Linked DNA regions of Mus musculus: regions 1, 3 and 4 are each linked to region 2. Evidence: chromatin contacts called from public HiChIP or PLAC-seq and promoter capture Hi-C data. All regions are on one chromosome and are shown on one strand. Each heading gives the region's core, a stretch centred on a gene start, on an enhancer-like site or on the middle of the called end of the contact. The rest is flanking DNA. Distances are from core to core; before and after follow the strand shown. Region 1 has its middle 22 kb from the start of Gm16863. Region 2 overlaps Eif4g1 (eukaryotic translation initiation factor 4, gamma 1). Region 3 has its middle 8.9 kb from the start of Gm36224. Region 4 overlaps Gm16863 (predicted gene, 16863).

The links. HiChIP or PLAC-seq counts read pairs in DNA pulled down with a chosen protein or histone mark. Capture Hi-C pulls out chosen DNA fragments and counts their contacts.
Region 1: an HNF4G HiChIP or PLAC-seq map of pancreatic cancer cells shows a contact between it and region 2. The contact joins two enhancer-like sites. A contact is called at or near these places in 4 of 39 promoter capture datasets (the 3T3-L1 cell line, cranial neural crest and hippocampal neurons) and 1 of 115 datasets of contacts at active chromatin or transcription factors (pancreatic cancer cells).
Region 3: a contact with region 2 is called in a promoter capture Hi-C map of adipose tissue. The contact joins two enhancer-like sites. A contact is called at or near these places in 2 of 39 promoter capture datasets (the 3T3-L1 cell line and hippocampal neurons), 4 of 115 datasets of contacts at active chromatin or transcription factors (bone marrow-derived macrophages, craniofacial prominence, embryonic basal ganglia and 1 more) and 2 of 9 other capture datasets (adipose tissue and pancreatic islet).
Region 4: a contact with region 2 is called in a FOXA1 HiChIP or PLAC-seq map of pancreatic cancer cells. The contact joins two enhancer-like sites. A contact is called at or near these places in 2 of 39 promoter capture datasets (the 3T3-L1 cell line and 3T3-L1-derived adipocytes) and 1 of 115 datasets of contacts at active chromatin or transcription factors (pancreatic cancer cells).

Annotation. Positions count from the first base shown.
Region 1 is chr16:21,317,732-21,320,603 of GRCm38.p6, forward strand. No RefSeq gene overlaps it. Among named protein-coding and RNA genes, the nearest start is that of Gm16863, 22 kb to the left of the region's middle. Within about 2 kb of position 1,315, at least 69 of the 459 cell types and tissues checked have an H3K27ac peak or open chromatin away from gene starts, as enhancers often do.
Region 2 is chr16:20,676,656-20,679,562 of GRCm38.p6, forward strand. It overlaps Eif4g1 (eukaryotic translation initiation factor 4, gamma 1), which reads left to right. Exons shown (of 33, transcript NM_145941.3): 7 at 1,031-1,143; 8 at 1,927-2,019; 9 at 2,229-2,295; 10 at 2,558-2,907. Among named protein-coding and RNA genes, the nearest start is that of Eif4g1, 5.4 kb to the left of the region's middle. Within about 2 kb of position 1,511, at least 97 of the 459 cell types and tissues checked have an H3K27ac peak or open chromatin away from gene starts, as enhancers often do. A contact at or near this core is called in adipose tissue, bone marrow-derived macrophages and pancreatic cancer cells, where this site is marked.
Region 3 is chr16:21,381,092-21,384,218 of GRCm38.p6, forward strand. No RefSeq gene overlaps it. Among named protein-coding and RNA genes, the nearest start is that of Gm36224, 8.9 kb to the right of the region's middle. Within about 2 kb of position 1,605, at least 111 of the 459 cell types and tissues checked have an H3K27ac peak or open chromatin away from gene starts, as enhancers often do. A contact at or near this core is called in adipose tissue and bone marrow-derived macrophages, where this site is marked.
Region 4 is chr16:21,284,884-21,288,013 of GRCm38.p6, forward strand. The region is part of intron 1 of Gm16863 (predicted gene, 16863); the gene reads right to left. Among named protein-coding and RNA genes, the nearest start is that of Gm16863, 10 kb to the right of the region's middle. Within about 2 kb of position 1,363, at least 37 of the 459 cell types and tissues checked have an H3K27ac peak or open chromatin away from gene starts, as enhancers often do. A contact at or near this core is called in pancreatic cancer cells, where this site is marked.

The DNA.
Region 1 (2,872 bases), core at 65-2,564, 640 kb after region 2:
AAGGGAGGGGGAAATCTCAGGAAAGGTTTACCAGGAAGTAGTTTACCACCCTCACTCTTGAGCACACAATGGGAACTCCCTCTTCTGTCTTGAGTCTAAACCAAGGGGCCTTGTTAGCACCCTGATAGAATGCATGGCCCAGTACAGACTGGCTAAAATCAGAGGACCCGATGGCCCCTAGCCTATTTCATTATGCTCCTGCCTCAGGGAGAAATGGCTCAGGGCTGCCTACTTATCAGTGGAGTGGAAGTGGGGGTGGGGGCACTGAAAACTTGTTTTAAGAGCCTCTGATTTCCAAATTGTCATGGGAAGCAGTGGCAGAGGCGGGCATGGGGATGCATGGGGGATGGGGGATATACCCATCTGTGTGTTCTGAAGCCACCATCAGTTAAATTTTGCCACTGCCCTTCCCTTCGCCCAGGGACCAGCTGCACAGAGGCTCTATTTTCAGCAGCAGCAGCAGCAACACAAATGTCCGGCACAGCCAGTCAACTTCCTGGTGTGAAACCCTAGTGCCTGGTCTCCCAGGCCCCAGGGTGCAACAGGCAGACCTCTCAGACAAGGTTCTGGACTGAATACAGTTCTCTGCCTGCTGCTTCCTATCCTAGTGTGACTGTACTTATAAAATGACATGTCAGGCACCGTGCAAAGCGTTGTACAGACATTGCCTCCTTGGTTACTATGGGAGAGGCATGCTGTGTACGGAACAATCATATCATACCTGTTGCTCATAACATTAGTTCCTCAAAGCACTGTTTGCATGGGGAGGAGAAATGGATTTGACTTCTATATTTTGCAGGGAAACTTCCAGATGCCTCAGTCTGAGTCAGGTCTGTGGCAGTCATGTCTACGGTGGACATAACTTCTTCAGACTGCCCATCTTAACTCACAAGTGTGTTTCTGTCCCACTGTTTCTCCCATCAAGAATGAGGTCTTTTAGATGCCTGTTTCTCAGCTTTTCTCTTGCTTGTTCAACCGAGGTGTTTCTTGCCAGGACCAGAGAGGCAGGGATTCTGGGCCCGGCTATGGACTGGCTGGCCACCCGAGGTCTGGCAAACATCCCTTCCAGCCAGGGGCTCTGGGCTGCGGGTCCTAGAAGGAGCTGCCAACAGAGTGCAGGGTTTCAGGGGAAGGCCGTTGGTGCCAGTGGGAAGGCAAGGGCTGGCTGGCCAGAGGCCCTTCTTCACAGCTCAATGCCGGGTGGCTCCTCTACTTATGAGCTTTGTGAGATTTAGATCACTCGGGATTAGCCACAGGTTTTGGGGGTCAAAGCAGAGGTTAGAAAGAGTTCTTTCCCCATGAATCACACTTCCCCAAAATGTAAAACTCCCACAGGAGTCAGCTTGCTTTATAGAACTGGCAGCAGGGAGGGGGACAGCTAGAACTCGTGGGGAGCTTTTCCTGAAGAAACTTCTGGAAATGCTGGACAAAGGAATTTGTGGGTAGGAAAGGAGCCAGTGGACAAAGATTCTCTGGGACAAGTTAGGTGGACTGGAGCTGGCAAGCAGACTGCCACGAGGCTTACAGATACTGCTGGCCTAGAGGGCTAGGCACACTGGTAGTGTAGTGTGTGAGCAGAGTCAAATGTGGCAACTGTGTGTTTCCTTGTTCCTTCCTGGATTGAGCTGGTACCTTCTCAATGACATCGGCAGAATTCTCTTGATGGTCTCAGAATAGCAATGTGCTTATCAACGCCCAAGTCTGGCCACTTCACAGTTCATAGCCTTTGCTTTCCAGCCCAGCATGTGGTGTCGTCTAAATGAGTGAATGAGCAGAGGCTGTTGAGAGAGTTCTTTCAGTTCTGTTGGAGACTGTCAGGGCTAGCCCCAAGCATTAGGAGCCAAGAAAAGCATCAAGGGATAGAGAGATGGCTCAGTGGTTAAGAACACCCACGTGACAGCTCACAACCGTCTGTAAACTCCTGTTCCAGGGGATCTGACACCCTTCACACCGACATACATGCAGTCAAAACACCAATGGACATAAAATTAAAAAATAAATAAAAAATTTTAAAAAGAAAAGCTTCAATTTATTTAAAGAAAAAAAAAATACAATAAAGACATGCCCTCCTTAAGACCCAGATGGCCAGGTGACACTTTAGGAAGCCGTCTTGGTGAGGTTTGTTCTTTTAGGTCTTCATTTCTCACTCACCAGCCTTTCTGTGAGCCCCTGAAGAAGCCCACAACCCAGACAGGGCAACACCCACTCCTGCTGGTCTTTAAAGCAAGGTATTTTGAGGGCTCAGCGCACTCCAGCGAGCCGCTCACTCCCACAGACCCAGGCTTTACAGAGGCAGTGCCAGGACAGGGCTGAACAGGGCTGACATGGGAGTGGCCTTCTGCCCTCCTCCTAAGTTTGGTTCTTGAAAAGAGCAAGGGTAAGTGTCTACCTTGAGGTCACATAGCTAGTAATTGACCCCAGAACCCCATTCCTCAGCTTTCTTTCTAAACTTGAGTCAAACTTTTATTTATTTATCTATTCAATGTGCATTGGTGTTTTGCCAGCGTGTATCTCTGTGTGTCACATGCCCGGGAACTGGAGTTACAGACAGTTGTGAGTTGCCATGTGGGTGCTGGTCCTTTGGAAGAGCATCAAATGCTCTTAGCCTGAGTTAACTCTCTTGCCCCAGTCAAGCCTTTTAGAAGCCCTCTGAGCATCAGGGAGCATTTGGGCCATGGATGAGGAGGACTCAGACATAACTGTAGATTTATCTTTGGACTAATCTAGTGGCTAGCCTAGGCCTCTCAGCCCAGCTTCCTCCCAAGTTTATCTCTGTGCTCTGCTGAGCTTCTGCCTGGTTCCTTTTATGACCCTAGGGTGGATTACAAGCCGGTGCACCCCCAAGCTCTTGATTATTTTAGCCTCCTCTAGG
Region 2 (2,907 bases), core at 261-2,760:
GTAGCTAGTTCTCATTTATGTTCAAAGAAAAAACTCTGTGAACTTTATTGGCTTTATTTATTTTGTGGTTTTTTTTTTTTTTTCCCTCGAGACAGGGTTTGACTGGTCTCAAACTCAGAAATCCACCTGCCTCTGCCTCCCGAGTGCTGGGATTAAAGGCATGCACCACCACGCCCGGCTTTTATTGGCTTTATTTGAGACAGTCTTAGGTAGTTCTAACTTGGCCTGAAATTTGTCATGTAAACCAGGCTAGTCTTAAACTTGCAGTGTTCCCCCTGCCTCTAATTGCTGGAATTACAAGCATATGTTAGCATGCTAAGCTTGCAGCAGTATCTTTAAAAAAAATTTCCCATCAGGAAGATCTTATGTATATGTATATGTATAGTTGTGTGTGTGTGATTAAACATATAACCACCATTGATACTTTCAAAAGGAATAAGTGGGAACTAGGGATGAGCTACAAATTTACCCCGCTTTGGAAACAATTGCTTTAGGGAATTTTTATTTCTCTAAGCTGGATGTTACTTTTTGTTATGGTTGCCCCTTGCAAAGGGCCGAGTTAGGAATTTGAGTCAGCTTAAGTGGGACAATTTGGAAAACCCTGTTCATTCCCTGCCAAAGAGCTAATTGTGTCTCAAGTTGAGGGTGTGCATGTGTGTTGCTGGGTTGGGATGTGTGTGTGTGTGCGTGCGTGTGTGCGCGCGCGCACACACACACACACACACACACACACACACACGTGTATGAATGAATGTCTTGTGGGGTAGAACAGGTACTTGGTAGCTAGTGTAGAGAGGAAGGAGTTCCTTCCTATAAGGTGTGTGTATCTGTGAGGAATTCTTGTAAATGCAGTTCAAACTGGTTCCCCTGCTTTGACAGACACCTAATTCCCTGGGGAGGCGGGCAGGGCAGGGCAAGGGGCCGGCTGTGTATGATGAGAGGTTCTGCAGTGGGAGGTGTTCAAACGCATATTAGTATATGTTTGGATCTTGAGGCTGTCACGAATCTTTTCTGTCCTTCTTCCCCCAAGCTGGAGCCTATTACCCAGCCCAAGGTGTGCAGCAGTTTCCTGCTAGTGTGGCTCCTGCCCCAGTTTTGATGAACCAGCCACCCCAGATTGCTCCTAAGAGGGAACGGAAAACTGTAAGTAGCAGCTAGGAGCTCTGGGATACCTGGAAAGGGACACTCATGGTCTGCTGTTGGCTGGAATGTTGCGCTTGTGGGAGCAAAACTTCATAGACCTGAATGTAAGCAGAGAGTAAGGTCTGTGGAGAAGTCCCTTGTAAGGGGATTGTTCTGTAGAAGAACTCAGAAGACGACTTGGGCAGCAGGGAAAGACCCAAGAGACTTGGGCTCTAGTAGGTTCACAAGATGTGTGGTTGTTTTGGGGATGCTGGTGGTTAGCTTTGGAAATGGTTTGTTTTCTGTGCTCCTAACTCCTTGGTCCTGGAAGCTCTGGAGGCCTCCGCCTCTGCTCAGTCCTCAAGCCCTGGGCACGGTGCCCAGAATAGGGTGCCAGGGCTGGGGAAGCCGCTGAGTCACCCTGGCTCCACCCACTGCATCTGGGCCCTACCCCTAGAGATCAGACCGACTAGCCACAAGTGAGCTAGCCGGATGTTTGATGGGGGTCTTTAGGCCTAGGGTGTTTGGCTATTGACTTAGGGATTGCTGGTGGGTAGAGGGGAGGGAGGGAGGGGCATTGTGATGTACTGGGCTGCTCTGTGAGGTCAAGAGTCTTGGGGTGGGGGCTAGGGCAGCGACTACAAGAGCAGCCGGATGGGTTGACAGTAGAACTCATGGGGTTTCTGGCACCCACCCACCTGCTTCCCAGTAGGGGTGGGAGGTTGGCCCAGAGTGTTAGGAGGGGCAGGGTGGAGAGGTGGGCTTCTTCTGCTTCCCACTCATCCTATAGCTTTTTTTCCCCAGATCCGAATTCGAGACCCAAACCAAGGAGGGAAGGATATCACAGAAGAGATCATGTCTGGGGCCCGCACTGCCTCCACACCCACTCCTCCCCAGGTACTGTCATATCTTTGAGTGATACCTTGGTTTGGACAGCTATTCTGCCCTAGATTCCGAAGTCACTTGATCTTTCCCTTCACCTTAGGGGTTTGTTTCCCATTTCCCTGCTTTCCTGGATTTCTAGGCAGAGCTAAAGTAGAAATGACTCTAGTAGAGAAGGGTGTGGAACTCTTCAGTGCAAACTTATAACGCTTTGTGTCCTGCAGACGGGAGGCAGTCTGGAGCCTCAACCCAATGGGGAGTCGCCTCAGGTTGCTGTCATTATCCGGCCAGGTAAGGAAGGCAGTGGCACAACCTTTACGGGGGAAGTGGGGAGTGTGAGGATTTACACTTGAAGGAGTGATTCAAACTGAGTACCAGAGAATGACTTAGGTGTCCTGTAGTGGGTTTGAAGTTGCACTGTTTGGATGAGGGGTGAGAACAGCCAAGGTGGGAGAAGGTTGGGATGTGTTTTGTTAAATTGGAAGTAAGCTTCACTAAGAGGAAGAACAAGAACAGTGAAGGACTTGCTGTCATGCATCCATTCTTCCTGCAGATGACCGGTCGCAGGGAGCAGCCATTGGGGGGCGGCCAGGACTGCCTGGCCCAGAGCATAGCCCTGGCACAGAATCTCAGCCTTCGTCGCCTTCTCCAACCCCATCACCACCCCCAATTTTGGAGCCGGGGTCTGAGTCTAATCTTGGAGTCCTCTCTATTCCTGGGGACACTATGACAACAGGGATGATACCAATGTCTGTAGAAGAATCGACCCCTATCTCTTGTGAAACTGGGGAGCCGTATTGCCTCTCTCCAGAACCCACTCTTGCCGAACCCATACTGGAAGTAGAAGTGACACTCAGCAAACCCATTCCAGAATCTGAGTTCTCTTCCAGTCCTCTCCAGGTT
Region 3 (3,127 bases), core at 355-2,854, 700 kb after region 2:
TAGGGAAGAGTACAAGTACCACACATTGTCCTAATCTCCTAAAGTGTGTGTGTGTGTGTATTCCCCTTTTACCATGGAGCACCTTCCAGCCACTACTACTCACTCCCAGGCATGATATCATCTCAAGACAGTCAGGCCCTCGACCAGTCTTGTATATTGATGCAACACCTTCTCATGACTGAGCCTCCTCCACCTGTGGGACCATCCCCAGCCTCAGCCCTCAGTCCTCCAGCAAGGAGTCAGGGAGTGGGTCTTAGTCTGCCCTGGCTTTTGAAGCCTGTAGGTGTTTTGAACATGAGACTCCCTCTCGCTGTCTACATTCCCGTGAGCCTCGACAGGCAGGTCTGGACTATTTAGACTGATTTCCCAGGTGAGCTGAATGGGAATGTCTTGGTGACTTTCACAAGTGACATGGTTGGTGAGTCACTTGGCTGCTGTCTTAGATTTCTAGGCAGGAGGATGGGAAGGGAGGTGAAGATGGGGAGGAGACAGGATCTGGATGGATGCAGCCCAGGATTTGAAGGAATTGAAGGGTGAGTGATCATAGTTCCTCTGCACCCAGAGAGCCCCACCCTGAGTCACATGCTTTTCCCTGCTGACATCCCGACACCTTCCCTGCTGAGCAGGACTGAATCACCCCTGTTGCTTCCTCTGCAAGGTGCTGTCAGCCAGGCCCTCCTGGCTTTTCCTAAGACTTGACACAAGGCCCATTTTTCAGGTAGAGAATATCTGTGGGTCCCTCTGGGGTCTGGTCCATGTTTAAACCATGAGGAGGTGTTTGTGAATTTCTCAGACACTATGAACAGCATCTGACCTCTCAACAGAGATAGACAGCGGTGGGGGCAAGAGTGATGCCCAATTACACAACAATAACAACAATTACAGCTGCCATTAGCGTAGCACCCACTTCCAAAGAGCTTCAAGCATTATCAAGTTTATTAGGTTTTTTGACCTCATAAAAATCCCACAAATGGGTGGAGATGGTTATGATTATACCATTTTATAGGTTTGAAAATCAAGGCCTAGAAAAATGTTAAGTGACTTGCTGAGGTCTTCCAGCAAGGAGTCAGGAAGTGGGTCTGAGTCTGCCCTGACTCTTGAAGCTGTAGGAGTTTCGAACGTGGGGCTCCCTCTTGGTATCTTCATTCCTGTGAGCTAAGGTGTGGCCAGAGGAGGTGTCTGGCAGTAGACTCAGAGAATGTTCAAGCACAAGGTCACCCAGAGACAGTGAGTCAGGCATCTTTATTTTGAGGTCAGTTTCCTCTTTCACTTCCCCAAACACTGGCTGAGGAGTGACCTCACTTGTTACCCATTATCTGATCACCAGCTCTGAGGAGGTTTCGCACAGTGGCGGGTTTTAGTAAGAGCCATGTGCAAAAGAGGTCAGCATTCCTGTCCTGGGATTATGCCCTTCTGGTCCACTAATCCCTTAACAAGGGTGTGGCCCTTGTGAGCTTGCTATTGATACGACCTCTTCCTGGTGCCCTGACCCAGTTCTTTTCCCTCACGGTTGACCTCCTGGGACCGCTCCTCTACTTCTTAGCAGAATCCCAGAGCCTTGCTAAATATTCAAGGCCTCACCCTCCAGGTCCTGAACTCTCCTCCCACCTTTGGCTCCTCCCCTCCCCTTCTCATGAAATCCTGTCTTCAGCCAGCCTGGAGGACTGGCCCAGGCACGTCTCCTGTTTTCCCAACTCCACAGCTTACTGCTTTAGCATCCCTAGACCAGAAGAGCCTCTCCCGTGCTCTCTGCCTGCTCAGTTTCTATCTTTTAAAGCTATGTCCCTCGTGAAACCCCCCAGGAATCTATCGCCAGGAAATGCTCTCCTTTCTATGACAGTGCAGAGTGCCTGGTACCCAGGCCTGTACACGCGCACAGTCCCCTGTCATGTCGCAATGGAATAATGAATGCATCAGGTATTCCCAGAGCTATAAAGATCACAGAATCTTGTGATATCGTTTACTCGTGATTGCGTGCATATGGGTCACTTCCTAGGTTGAAAGTGTGTCCGTCCTTGTTGAGTGGTACTTTCATGTCACCCTCAGAAAAGCACCGAAAGGCAGGACTCATTGCTTCTGTTTTGTGAGTGGCAATTGCTGAACACAGACTGAGAGGAAGTCCTGTGAGCTGTTTACCTGCGTGTTACTCACAAAGAAACTGCTGCCAGCCAAGGTGCCAGCTGTTCCCAAGGAATGCATTAAAGCTTGCGTGGCCCTTCAAAGAGGACCCACTTAGCAGCAAAGCAGCTCTGTAGCCCTGGGAAGGCTGTCTGCCTTCATCCAAGGGCAGCTCCTGGTATCCACTCAGGTGTACTGCAGGTCAGAGGACGGCCTGCGTACCCGAACATTCTCTGCCCCAAGGGAGCCCCAAGTGCCTGGCAGTAAAGCCCATAGACTTTTGCCTGAGGTGATACGGCTTTTAATCTTTTAATATATCTTAGAAGTGAGGGTACTCACCTTGGGCCAACACATGTCCTTGGATATGAGTGGAAAATTCCATTCCAGAATGCCCCTGCAAAGAATGGTGGTCCTTTGCTCTGGAAGCTCTTAAATATATCTGACATAGAATGAGAGCAATGAGAAGCTGGGTGTAGAGTCTTCAGTTACTGATGTTTCTGTCACTGTCTGGTTCCTAGTCACACTTTGAAAACATTGGTAGTGGCTTTGAGTATGATACTAAAAATATTTAAAAAAAAATCAGGTGAACATCAAAGATACCAGAGGAGTCCATCCCAGCTAAGATGTAGACACAGAGCCTAAAGACCTGACTAAAGTTCCCTCCAACTGTCATGCACTGAGAAAGCATCGTAGGAGGACCTTTCTTCAGGAAGCAAGGCTGAAAGAGCCAGGTCTCCTGTTTCAACAGGGGCTTTGCCTCAGCCCTCACGTGTAAGGGTTTGCTACTGTGAAGCCAGTGTGAGCCAGCTCTGGATTTACCCATACCTAGCCAGTCACATCTGTAACATTGAACCTGCGAATGTAAGGAACAACCACTGTGCTCTGGATTCCAAGTCTTCACTTAACAAGTGAGAGATGTCCAACCTCAGCTTCTCCTGGAAACAGGAGAATCCAGTGACCGACTCTGATGAGGGGTGAGAAGACTGAGCCTGGGGCCTTGTAGCTGCTA
Region 4 (3,130 bases), core at 113-2,612, 610 kb after region 2:
AGCCTCTGCCCCAGTCAGTATGCAGGCACCAACCTGCCCAACTGTCAGCTTGACCCCCACATTTGCTGGCTGAAGGATACTGTATTATCAGTGATCTGGCCTTTCAGCTGAGGTGTGGGTGCCAGGGCCTGAAGGAGGTATGCCTTCCTGAGCCTAGAGAAGGGCCACTGACTGGTGCTGGCCACCAAGGAGACATGCTGAGAGCCGGGCCAAGGAGGAGGCTTGGAGACTGGCAGCAGACAAGCTCCCAGGACCCCTGTGCCCACCAGGCAGTCAGGCACTACAGCACAACCACCAGGTGGCCAGCAACTAGTGATACAGCTTCAGGTCCTGGTAACTCGGGCAAGGGAAGGAAACAGAAACAGGCAACATGGAGAGGTGAAGGCTTTGGGCTTCAGGAGCAGCACGCAGGCTCCCCTGGCCCCGCCTCCAGGAGCATGCATGGGCAGCTCCAACTAGAAAGACAGCCATACCACACACACCTATAATTAGGCAGAATGCTTGCTTTAGTTGTTTACAAGGTGGACCTAGCAGACTCTCCCTGGTACTTGGACATTCACTAGAAATTTAAAAATTCCTTTATTATAAAGTTCCTACCAAGGACTGTCCAGTAGCTGGCCCTGCAGAGAAACATCTAAGTATCCAGGCAGACCATTCTCTGAAAAGGACCAACTGCCCTGCTGACTTTGCACCGGAATTAAGACAGTGAGCACTCCTGCAAGGACCTGGGAGGATACTGCTTTCTTCCCTGGGGAACAAGGAGAATGAATTTGCACACCTACCCAGAAGCTAAGAGCTCAACTGAGAGAGGAAGGCTTGGGGTAGGGGTCTCCATGGTTCCCTCTCCTAGGCTTCCTAAGGGAGGCTGCTCTTGAGGAGTTTGTAGAGTCTGCTTTGAATTCTTCCAAGGTCCTTTCTGTCGGGAAATGGCTTCAGTCGTAGGTCAGAGCCTGAGGTGGATGTCAAGTGCACTTCCAGGACTATGGGTTCCTCTGGGAAAAGGGGGTGGAAGGTGCCTCTTGCTTTGAGCTCTGGAAACTGAATGGGAGGCACAGCGTTGCCTATTTTGTGATTGTACTGTCTACACAGTGTCTGAAAGAAGTTGAATGCAGAGAAGAGCATGATGTTCTGTAAAATGCAAAACTCTGCCAGGCATCATGGGGCAGGCCTTAATCCTAGCACTCAGGAGGCAGAGGCAAGTGGATTTCTATGGGTTCCAGGCCACCCTGTGTCTACAAAGTGAATCCAGGACAGCCAGAACTACACAGAGAGCACTCTCCCTCACACACACACACACACACACACACACAAATGTAAAATGGGGAAATTCCAGTGCCCTGAAACCTCTCAGTGTCCTGAGCTGTGGTCGGCACAGAGCCTTATGTAGCAGCCGCTAGTGGCCAGGGCACTGTGGGGATGTGTACACAGTAGATCTTGTCAGCTGTGGTGCCTTCGCTCCCTTCCTGGCATGGGCCCAAACACTTCGGGTTATTATTTTAACAAGTCCAGTCTCACTGGAAGATTTGCTTAATTCCCACTGTGCAGGATAGCCATTTCCTTCACCCCAGCAGCAGGCAGTGCCTGGCTGAGTGGTTAACTTGGCTCCTGTGGGCTGTGGCTTGTTCCTGTTCTGTCTCCCCACCCCCACCCCCACCCCCCAACATGGCTTTCTATATAAGCCTGGTGGAAAAAAAAAAGCAAAACAAAACAAAAAACCCTGCCCCACGATCGATTATCACATCTCATATGAGGTTAGGTATTGTGTGTCACATGGTATTCACTTGGCTTGGTAAAGGTGAGGAGGGCATGACTCAGAGGCCCTCCCAGTTTCACCTCCTTCCAGTCCTGGTAGCCTCCTTTGTCCTGACCAAGACACCCTTCTTCCTCTTGAGGCTTAATGTAAATCTCACTCAGAGGCCCCTTTTTTTCTGGGCCTCTTCTGGTCAGCCTCAGACTCTCTGCCTTGGGCCAGACCCAGGGTGTGCCCCAGAAAAGCCCACTTGTATTTTTGCCTCTCCGTACAGGGGGCCTGTGGCCCCGTGCTTACCCCGATTCAAGCAGCTTTTTCATTCTTCTCCCTGTCACTAGACTATGGTTTCTCCCCAAAGCTTCAGTCCTCCAGGCTGCCTGGTCAGCAGCTCTGGGTGGCCAGCACGCACTTCCTTCAGGTAAACGGGAGGAGCTCCCTCCGTTCCACCCACATATCTCTCCTGGTTCTTCCCCAGCTTTGCAGCCTTTCTGATCTCAGCCCTCACATTTGCATCCCGCTGGAGCTGACTCCAGATCTCAGGGATTCCCCCAGTGACGGTTTGGCTATACCCCAGTTTGGCTATATCCCTGTGTTGTGTGACATTTCCTAGGGAGATGCAGCATGCCTATCTATTTACCTCAGGAATCCCATGACAGACCAAAGTCGAACTTGGTGGACCAATGAGTTTATTGGGGATCCTTACAGGAATATGGGTGAGGGGTTGTTTACGGGAGCAGAAATGACTCAAAGAGAGCCACATCACCAAAGTCCATCCCAGCATGGGTGACAGCTCAAAGAAGCTGGGAACTGGGAGCCCACTGCACAGCCTGCAGGCAGCTCAACAGGTTGGAGAATGTCCTTTCCAAATGACTCAGTTGGTCTAAGCCTCTTCCAGGCAGCTCGGCTGGTTTCTGCTGCTTTTAGGTAGCTGGTCTGGTCTCGGTTTTCCTTGCGGCTCAGCTTCCTTTGGTCTGAGGTGGACTCTCAGCTTTTATTGCCTACCCTGGCAGGAAGGAGCCTCGTGAATCTGGTTAGTTTCAGGGAGGTCTTGAAGCTATTTTGAATCGGTTACCTTCCTGTTTAAAGAGCTTCCCCGTATCACGGAATGTCTCAATCTTGGAGAAGACTGTTACCCGGGGCCCCGCCCTGGGCATGATTCCCTGCCACTACTTAAGGAAGGAGCTTACCTCCTCTTCCAGGTGTCTTATACCACACAGAGGAAACAGAAGGTCTGTCTGGGGTTTGTGGACTCACTTAGCAAAATTGACCAGTGTGCCTATTATGCTTGGGGACAAACCCTTGGCTGCGTGATTTATCACAGGGTAAGAAAAAGAAAACACAGCAGTCAAAGCGTCAGACCAAGGGCTTCGCTGAGAGAAG